2 separate regions of the Rattus norvegicus genome follow, and region 2 is linked to region 1. The links are chromatin contacts, called in public Hi-C maps. All regions are on one chromosome and are shown on one strand. Each heading gives the region's core, a stretch centred on a gene start, on an enhancer-like site or on the middle of the called end of the contact. The rest is flanking DNA. Distances are from core to core; before and after follow the strand shown. Region 1 overlaps Nav3 (neuron navigator 3). Region 2 holds the start of Nav3 (neuron navigator 3).

The links. A called contact is a pair of places that touch in the nucleus more often than the background predicts.
Region 2: a contact with region 1 is called in a Hi-C map of liver, with 2.1 times the contacts expected there. The contact joins the promoter of Nav3 here to the enhancer-like site in region 1. A contact is called at or near these places in 3 of 12 Hi-C or Micro-C datasets (frontal cortex, liver and psoas muscle).

What each region holds. Positions count from the first base shown.
Region 1 is chr7:47,191,171-47,195,034 of GRCr8, forward strand. The region is part of intron 1 of Nav3 (neuron navigator 3); the gene reads right to left. Among named protein-coding and RNA genes, the nearest start is that of Nav3, 86 kb to the right of the region's middle. Within about 2 kb of position 1,416, at least 8 of the 93 cell types and tissues checked have an H3K27ac peak or open chromatin away from gene starts, as enhancers often do. A contact at or near this core is called in liver, where this site is marked.
Region 2 is chr7:47,277,373-47,281,255 of GRCr8, forward strand. Nav3 (neuron navigator 3) reads right to left here and starts at 1,253. Exons shown (of 38, transcript NM_001191782.1): 1 at 858-1,253. The coding sequence starts at 1,100.

The DNA of each region.
Region 1 (3,864 bases), core at 166-2,665:
AAAATAAATAAAACAAATCATTTTGGTTCTTGGTTCAGACATAGACACAAATAGCAGAGCTAAATTAAAGGTAAAGTTGGCAAAACACTGCAGGGGACAAATGACATGCTAGAAAATATGTGTAAGAAGGTCTCGTGGATGAAACACAGTTTCAAAAGGATGGAGGCGGCTGACTCAGAATTTTTGGCCTCTGGTCTGACAATTAGTGATAATCTGATCAACAGAACTCTTTAGCACAGGTCAGGGGTTCTTCAGAGCCAAGACCATCACCTAAGAACATGTATGAACCTTGAAGAAACTATTTATTTACTTTTATGTGCACTGATGTTTTTCCTGCATTTATATTTGTATGAGGGTGTCAGATCCTTTGGACCTGGAGTTTCAGACAGTAGTGTGACACATGAGGGCACTGGGAATTGAGCCAGGGTTCTCTGGGTGCTCTTACCTACTGAGCAACCTCCTCAGTGTCCATGCATGAACGTTCATGGATGTACATTGTCTGGACAGACCCAGTTCTACTGTTTCACAGGCTGTGGATGGTGGGGCCAGGAAACTATCCTGAGGCCTCCACAGGCTTCTAAAGTAGGCTGCTGTTTAAATACTTGCACAGATATTATTAAAAATAATTAGATTGTAAAAACTTAAGGACCTCTCAACACAGAAGGCACATTTGTTTCTGTATTCATAGACTACACAATAACATACCATACTTCTTGTATGTCCAAGAAAACACAAGCCAACAACAAATGTTGTTGCAAAACATTCATCCCTGTGTTTTAAGCCCTTCTCATTATTAGAGATAAAATTGGTAAATTTTCTCAAGAGAGAAATAACATTCTTCCCTTTTCTTTCTAGCTCTTCCTTCCTTCCTTCTTTTAGGTCTTCATTTATTATCCGTTGGCACGAGAGAAGACCACACTTTTCATTTGCTTAGTCTTAAATCGCTAAAGTTACAAGTTGAGAACGTCCTGCCTGTTGTGTTATAAACCCACAGCAAAAGTAAGGGAACTCAGACCTCAGCAGCCCAGTCCATTTTGTGCTGATAGCAAGTAATGGTGAACATTTCAGGGTAAAAGAGACATTAAGGCACAGGTTTTCTTGAAATTTTCAATTATTTCTTGATCTATGAGTTCTGTATAAACAAACAAATATACCTACAAAAAAGCCCAAAAACTATTTGGAAGAAGTTTATATGCATATATACATATAACATATATGTATGCATACATATAAACATTACATTACACATGGTGACTTCTGACCTCTCTCTGTTAAGGTCACCTTGACAAATACATTTTTAAAAAAAAAAATCAATGTATCAGCTACCTTTTTCTCTTTCACTACATGCTATAGCTGGAGAGAACCACTAGGTGGCACTAGGGGAACACGCCTGCAAGACAATCGCAACAGTAGATGAGGGCTTTGTCACACTGCGAAGGCAAACAACTGTCATAATGAAAGAACCACAGGAGCACAACAGAGCAGCGGGACTTCAAAGTCATCATATTAATGGCCACCTTAACAGCCTCCAAATCTCATCTTAAAAATTTTTCATTTTAAATGGACCATAATTGCCAGATTGCTGAGGATATCACATGAATCCCTAACAAAAGAGTTAAGAAAACGATCTCATGAAGTGGAAAACAAACAAACGAAAAGCTGACAGGCTTATCATCATCCTATGTCATGCTGAATTTAGACACAGAAAGGTTCAAGTCCCCAAACTATTTTAAAAACTATCTTCCTTTATGAACTTTTTCCCCAGTCACTGAAGCGACTTATGACGATCTACGTGCAACACAGGCTAAGACATTTTAGCAGGAATGGAAACTACAAGCAGCAAATATTCTCCCGAGACAGGGAAGCTGACCTAAACTGATGTGCATTTCCCCCATCTCTTAACCTTCCCACTCAGCCTACCCACTTCCCCCGCCCCAATAACGTTAAATTACTGAAGGTTTTCAGATGTGGAAAGATTGGAGCCTGGAGTCAGAAGCACTGGGCTCCTCTCCCGGCCCCACCACTTACTAGAGAGCTGGATTTTCCTTCTCACAAATGTGGGGATCATATGCTTATCTTCCCTGCCTATCTCCCAGGGAGGATTAGCTGTAATGGGAAACATCTGCAAAAGCAAAGTCCATCACGCAAGACGAAGCCTCGCTATTACAATCAAATGGAATGTGGTATCTATGAATTACATTTTAATATCTATTCTACAGTCGCAGGCCACTTTCAAGTTGTTGTTTCAAAGCAGTCCGGAATTATTTTAAACCATTGCACACGTAAATACTAAAATGGCTTGGTTGGGTTTTCATTATCTTCTTAGCAAACCTAAAATGTTTTATCTTTACGCGCTACCATTACGCTGAAACTGTTCTCTGTTCTTATTTGACATATTACTTGATATGGCCAAAGAAAAATATATGTCAGGTACAGGCCTCTAATGTGTCTTTATAATTGATTGTGTTGCCCAGGAGAGACAGCTCTGTGCGGACGATGCTTGCTGTGCAAGCTTGAGGACCTACGTTTGTGTTGCCAACACATAAGTAAAAGAAAGTCATGACACAGGACGTTTCTGTAATCCAGGACAGGAAGATCAGGGAGAAAAGGATTCTGGGGTCTCACGGGTCAGCCAGCGTAGCTATGTGAGTATAGCTTTGCCAGTGAACTCCAGGTTTATTGAAGGTACCCTTTTACAAAACTAGGAGAACGATAGTGACAAAGGAAGATAGTGACATAGGAAGACAGTTGACATCTATCTGTGGCTTCTACATGCACATACATACATGTGCACGCAAACGTGAACCTATACATGTCCATGTCACCATACACACTTCAGTGTAGCATAATTCTTATGCACTCAAAACTGACTTCAAAATGCTGGCTCACCGATATGAAAGAAAATTAGTAAAACGAGTAAAACAAACAAAAACCAGTGTCACCCATTGTTTGGATTCCCAGAAGAAGGTCGGTATGATTCTGCGTTCAAAGTGTAAACAGGAGACTCCTCGTCTGCTATCCCCATGGAGAAAAGAATGGGTATTAAGAGTTTTAGGTTGAGGGTGCTGGCCAAGACACTAATCATCAATAATGAGCGGTAGTGGGAACAGGGCTAGCATTCCACTCACAAATAGTGAAGCTTCTATTGCAAGGATAGAAGAGTGAGTAGAAAAGCCCGTGCATGCCCAAACTGCCAAACTCAGGTAAACTAACTGCCAATGAAGCAGAATATTCCTGAGGTAGAGAAGTTGAAATCAGGGATTAACAAGGACCAGGATGCTCTTAGACGCCCCCATGACATTAATTAAATTGTTTTGAAGAATTGGCCTCAGAAAGGGCCTATCCGTTCTCCCTTCAATGAGGGAAAATACAGAATCCTAAAATTATCCAAAGACACAGGGTCTGGCATCTTCTAGAAGAATAGGTAGTTGTAACTCCATGCTGAACTAAAGAACAGGTTCGAACGAGCAGAAACTTGTACTTCAAGTTCAGTGGCAAAGAGACTCAGGGAGAGCTTGAATGACATTGCCACACCTGCTCTTATGTCATAAGGCCATGCCACTGAAGCCAAACATTTATTCCTCATGTGTCAGTCACCCGTAGATCCCACTTAGACCAGTGAGTCTCTTTTATCTAATCAAAGAGTGCTGTTTGGGAAGTTAGCAGCAGACAAGTCTTGAAACTGTCCTTCCTGTCTCTGACACACACACACACACACACACACACACACACACACACACACACATACACATGCACACAAACACATACACATATTTATCATCTTTATTTGCATGTACAATTGTTACATTTGAATATACAATGTTACATTTGTCCAGTGATGTGGCCTTGTATTCTTTGTATGTA
Region 2 (3,883 bases), core at 3-2,502, 86 kb after region 1:
TATTGACCCAAAACCATAAAATCCTCTTTGTTGCTACTTTATAACTTTAATTTTGCTACTCTTGTAAATTATAATATAAATATCCAATAAGCAACCTATCTGTACGTGAACCACGTGAAAGGGTCATTCAATTTCCAAAAGGGGTCGCCACCCAAAGGCTGAGAACCACTGGTGTAGATCCATCTCTAGCAAAGGGCTTCAGCTGCAAGGCTGTGCTAGCATACTGCCTCTGGAGCAAGCATTTGAGGAAGGCTCAGCACCCAAGAGCTCATGAAATACCAGAAATTATATAGTTGAAAAAAAATGTCAGCAATAAGAAAAACAGCAGGGTTTCAATTTGCAAACAGAAATCCTGATAAATGTGTTGTAAGAAGGAGAATATTTCATTGTTTTTTCTTCACATTACAATAAATCAAACAGCTAACATTCAAACATTCAAACCACACGGATGACATTTGGAGAAAAGTGACAGCATCCACATGGGACTTTATAGAGATTTCCTTTTACAGGAAATGTGTATGAGAGTAGGCTCCTGTTTTCTTATACCTGTGAATGTCACTAAGAGAGCAGTACCTAGGAATAACTATATTAATAAGTAATTACTCATTTCATTAATAAGAATGCTGGCTATCCAGATATTGAGAATACTGGCTATCCTATACAGATATTCAAAATTCTGTTCATGACTTTTGCAACTACACATTAAAATAACGTTTGCAAATTCCATGCTCAGTCTCACATCTGTACCCTACTTATACCAGAGTTTCTCCAAGAGTCACCATCTCTCAAAGTTCCTTGTACAACTGAAGAGAAGTTTCTCTTCTTTTTTAAGTCTGCAGTGACCTTCAGCTACTAACCTTGCTGTCTTCGATGTCCTTGGCTGTTCCCTGCAGGGCTTTCTTCTCTCCAAACTCACAGGTTGATTTTAATGTGAGCTGGCAAGAAAGAATTGAGCGCTCCGGTGTAGCAAATTCCAAAGGTCTTGAAGAACAGCGCTGTGACACACTGATGCCAAGATTCGGTATCGGAAGAGCAGCGTGAACAGGCTTTGGCCCAACAGCTGGCTGTCTCAGTTTTGAGGCAACCCCAAGGACAGGCATGGCTTCTATAAAAGTATCTTTGTGTTGCCAAAGAAAATGCTCCTAACCTCAGTCTGGTAGACTCCAGCTTTAGTATTTCCAGAAGAAAAAAAAAAAACTTTAAGCAAAACTAGCAGTCATCTGGATTTAAGAGAAAGAGAGGAAGAAAGAAAGAAAGAGAGAGAGAGAGAGAGAGAGAGAGAGAGAGAGAGAGAGAAAGAAAGAGAGAAAGAAAGAAAAGAGAGAAAGAAAATCAGATAGACAATAACTTTCAAACTAACTTTAGGAAGAGACAAATTTTTTTCTCTTCTGAGAATCTGTCTTGCTAGTTCAGATTCTCACATTCTCTTCTCTCTCTGTCTCTCTCTGCCTCTCTCTGTCTCTCCTCTGTGCCTCTCTCTCTCTCTCTCTCTCTCTCTCTCTCTCTCTCTCTCTCTCTCTCTCTCCCTCCTCTCTCTCTCCCTCCTGTTCAGTAAGTTAGTGTTTGCAAAATAAATTCTTACAAAGCCATTTTTGTAGGATTATAGAGCTCCTCCTTTTGTTTTCTCCTCACTACAGCAGCAGCAGCCTGGGTTTTGAAACCCTGATCTTTGAAAGGAGAGAGGTCAGGGTGAGGGGAGGAGGGAACAAAGGAAAATCCCTTCAGTCTAGTTTCAGCCTAGTTGTCAAAGAAGCCAAAAGACCACAATAGTGGATAGCTAAGGGTTCTTCCTGACTTCAGAAATAACCGGCCTGCATTTTCTTTCTAAAGGAAAAAAAAAAAAAAAAGCAGGTCACTGTCCAAAACAAACAGCTGTTGGAAGAACTTTTAGCCCGGAAACAATTTCAGCAATGAAGCTGTTTGTCTAATTTCCAGCTATTTTTCACTCTTGACAGCCAGGAGCCACGGTGTTCATTCTGCTTCATCCCATGAAATCAGGCTAAACTGGAGTAACAGGACAGCCAGCTAAAGCAACTGAAGCCTTCAGCAGACCTTGCCTGCTTATGTTACAAACTGCTGTAAACACAGGAAGCCAGGCATTAGATGCATGCTGATTTCTAAATGTGATGATGCTATTCTCATTCCCAGGACAGCAATGTCCCATGCAACAGTTAGGGAGCTCAGCACGTCAGGCATTAGTGCAAGCAATCTCTGGAATCGCGTGGAATGCATGCACTCACTCTCGGTGCTTTAATGTGCAGAAGAGAGAGTAGGGGCAAAACTATCCACAGTAAATGAAAGAAGTCATTTTTGCAGCAGACTCAATAAGCTTCTTTACCTGGGGCGTGTGGGACAAAAGCAAGTTTGGATTGGAGAGGTGGACATCTGTAAATGTCCTCCTCCACGAGGGTTACTCCCTCAGCTCACTAGACCACTCTTATCTTGAAATTCTTTCTTTAAAATCCACCTCTATTTCCATATCTAATAATAACCCTTTGCTCTGAGACAAAAGAGCCTGGAATCAGGAGCCTTTAGAACTCAGATTATCCTCAGTTCCTTAAGTCTAAGAATGACTTCCCTAACCAATCAGGAATTTCTTACTTTTGTAGCGACCTCTACGCCTATGTTAAAATTCACTACTTTTTCTGAATCTCCTCTTTTTGCTTGAGGCTGTTGGAATTTTCAACTTGTGTGTCTGGTTGTTTCACCTTCACACTTTAAAAAAAAAACATGTATCACTGATCTGATCCTCCTTCTGTATCTGCTTTTATTTGTGAGACTTAGAAGTCACAAGCAGGAACCACAGTTTCCCTGATAACAAGCAGAAGAATTTCGATTGAGATGTGCTGGGGGATGAAACTCAAAGTCACGAAGACAGAAAGGAGAGGGTTGGGCACCATTCAAATGAGAAGTGCTTTAAACAACGGCTAGCTTTAGCTCCACCTGAAAGTTTACATGTTTAAAAAAGTTTCCAAATCCCTGCTCAATACTGCTGACACAATTTGTAAAATCTCTCTACTACAATCATATTGGATTCCATTTTGGCTAAATAAAAACGAGGAGGAGAGCCACGAACACATGCATCATTGTCCTGGAAGACACTTTGTACATAGGAAACTTGCCATTAGTTAGTAAAGCAACATGTGCACATAACAGTATCTGGATTTTACTAGTCCTTTCTACCAACAGGATGAACTTTATTTTGTATCTCTCATGTTTCTACTGAGGAACCCCTTTTGTGTAATTAAATTTACAATTTCACACGTGTATATTATACATTGTTTGGCCACACTCTCCAGCTTCTTTACCCTCTAACCACCACCAAGCCTCTCCCTTTCCCCACAGCTTACCATGTTCATGTATTTCTAGGGGTTTGTGCTTCATGTGAGTTTAATCAAGAACTTTGGTGCTCACAGCTAGTTCTGAAAGCAATAACTTTTCCTCTCCTAGAATCTCTCAATAGTCAAGAGCTGAACAGCGAGAGATAAGACTTCCTTAGTCTCTTCTCAATCCGTATCTAACTTTTGAGGTATCCGTCTTGTACAGACTCAGTATAGACAACCGCAACTGCTATGAGTTCATGATAACAATGTCTGCATTATGTCTAAAAGATAGCTTCTTAGCGTGTTGCAACTGTTTCTCTCTGTCTTGGTCTCTCTCTCTCTCTCTCTTTCTCTCTCTCTCTCTCTCTGTCTCTCTCTGTCTTGGTCTCTCTCTGTCTCTGTCTCTGTCTCTTTGTCTCTGTCTCTCTGTCTCTCTGTCTCTGTCTCTGTCTCTGTCTCTCTCTCTCTCTCTCCCTCCCTCCCTCCATCCCTCCCTCCCTCTCTCTGCTCTCATATTGCCTTTGTCCTCTTTCACACTGTCCTCTTGGTCTTTGAACAGT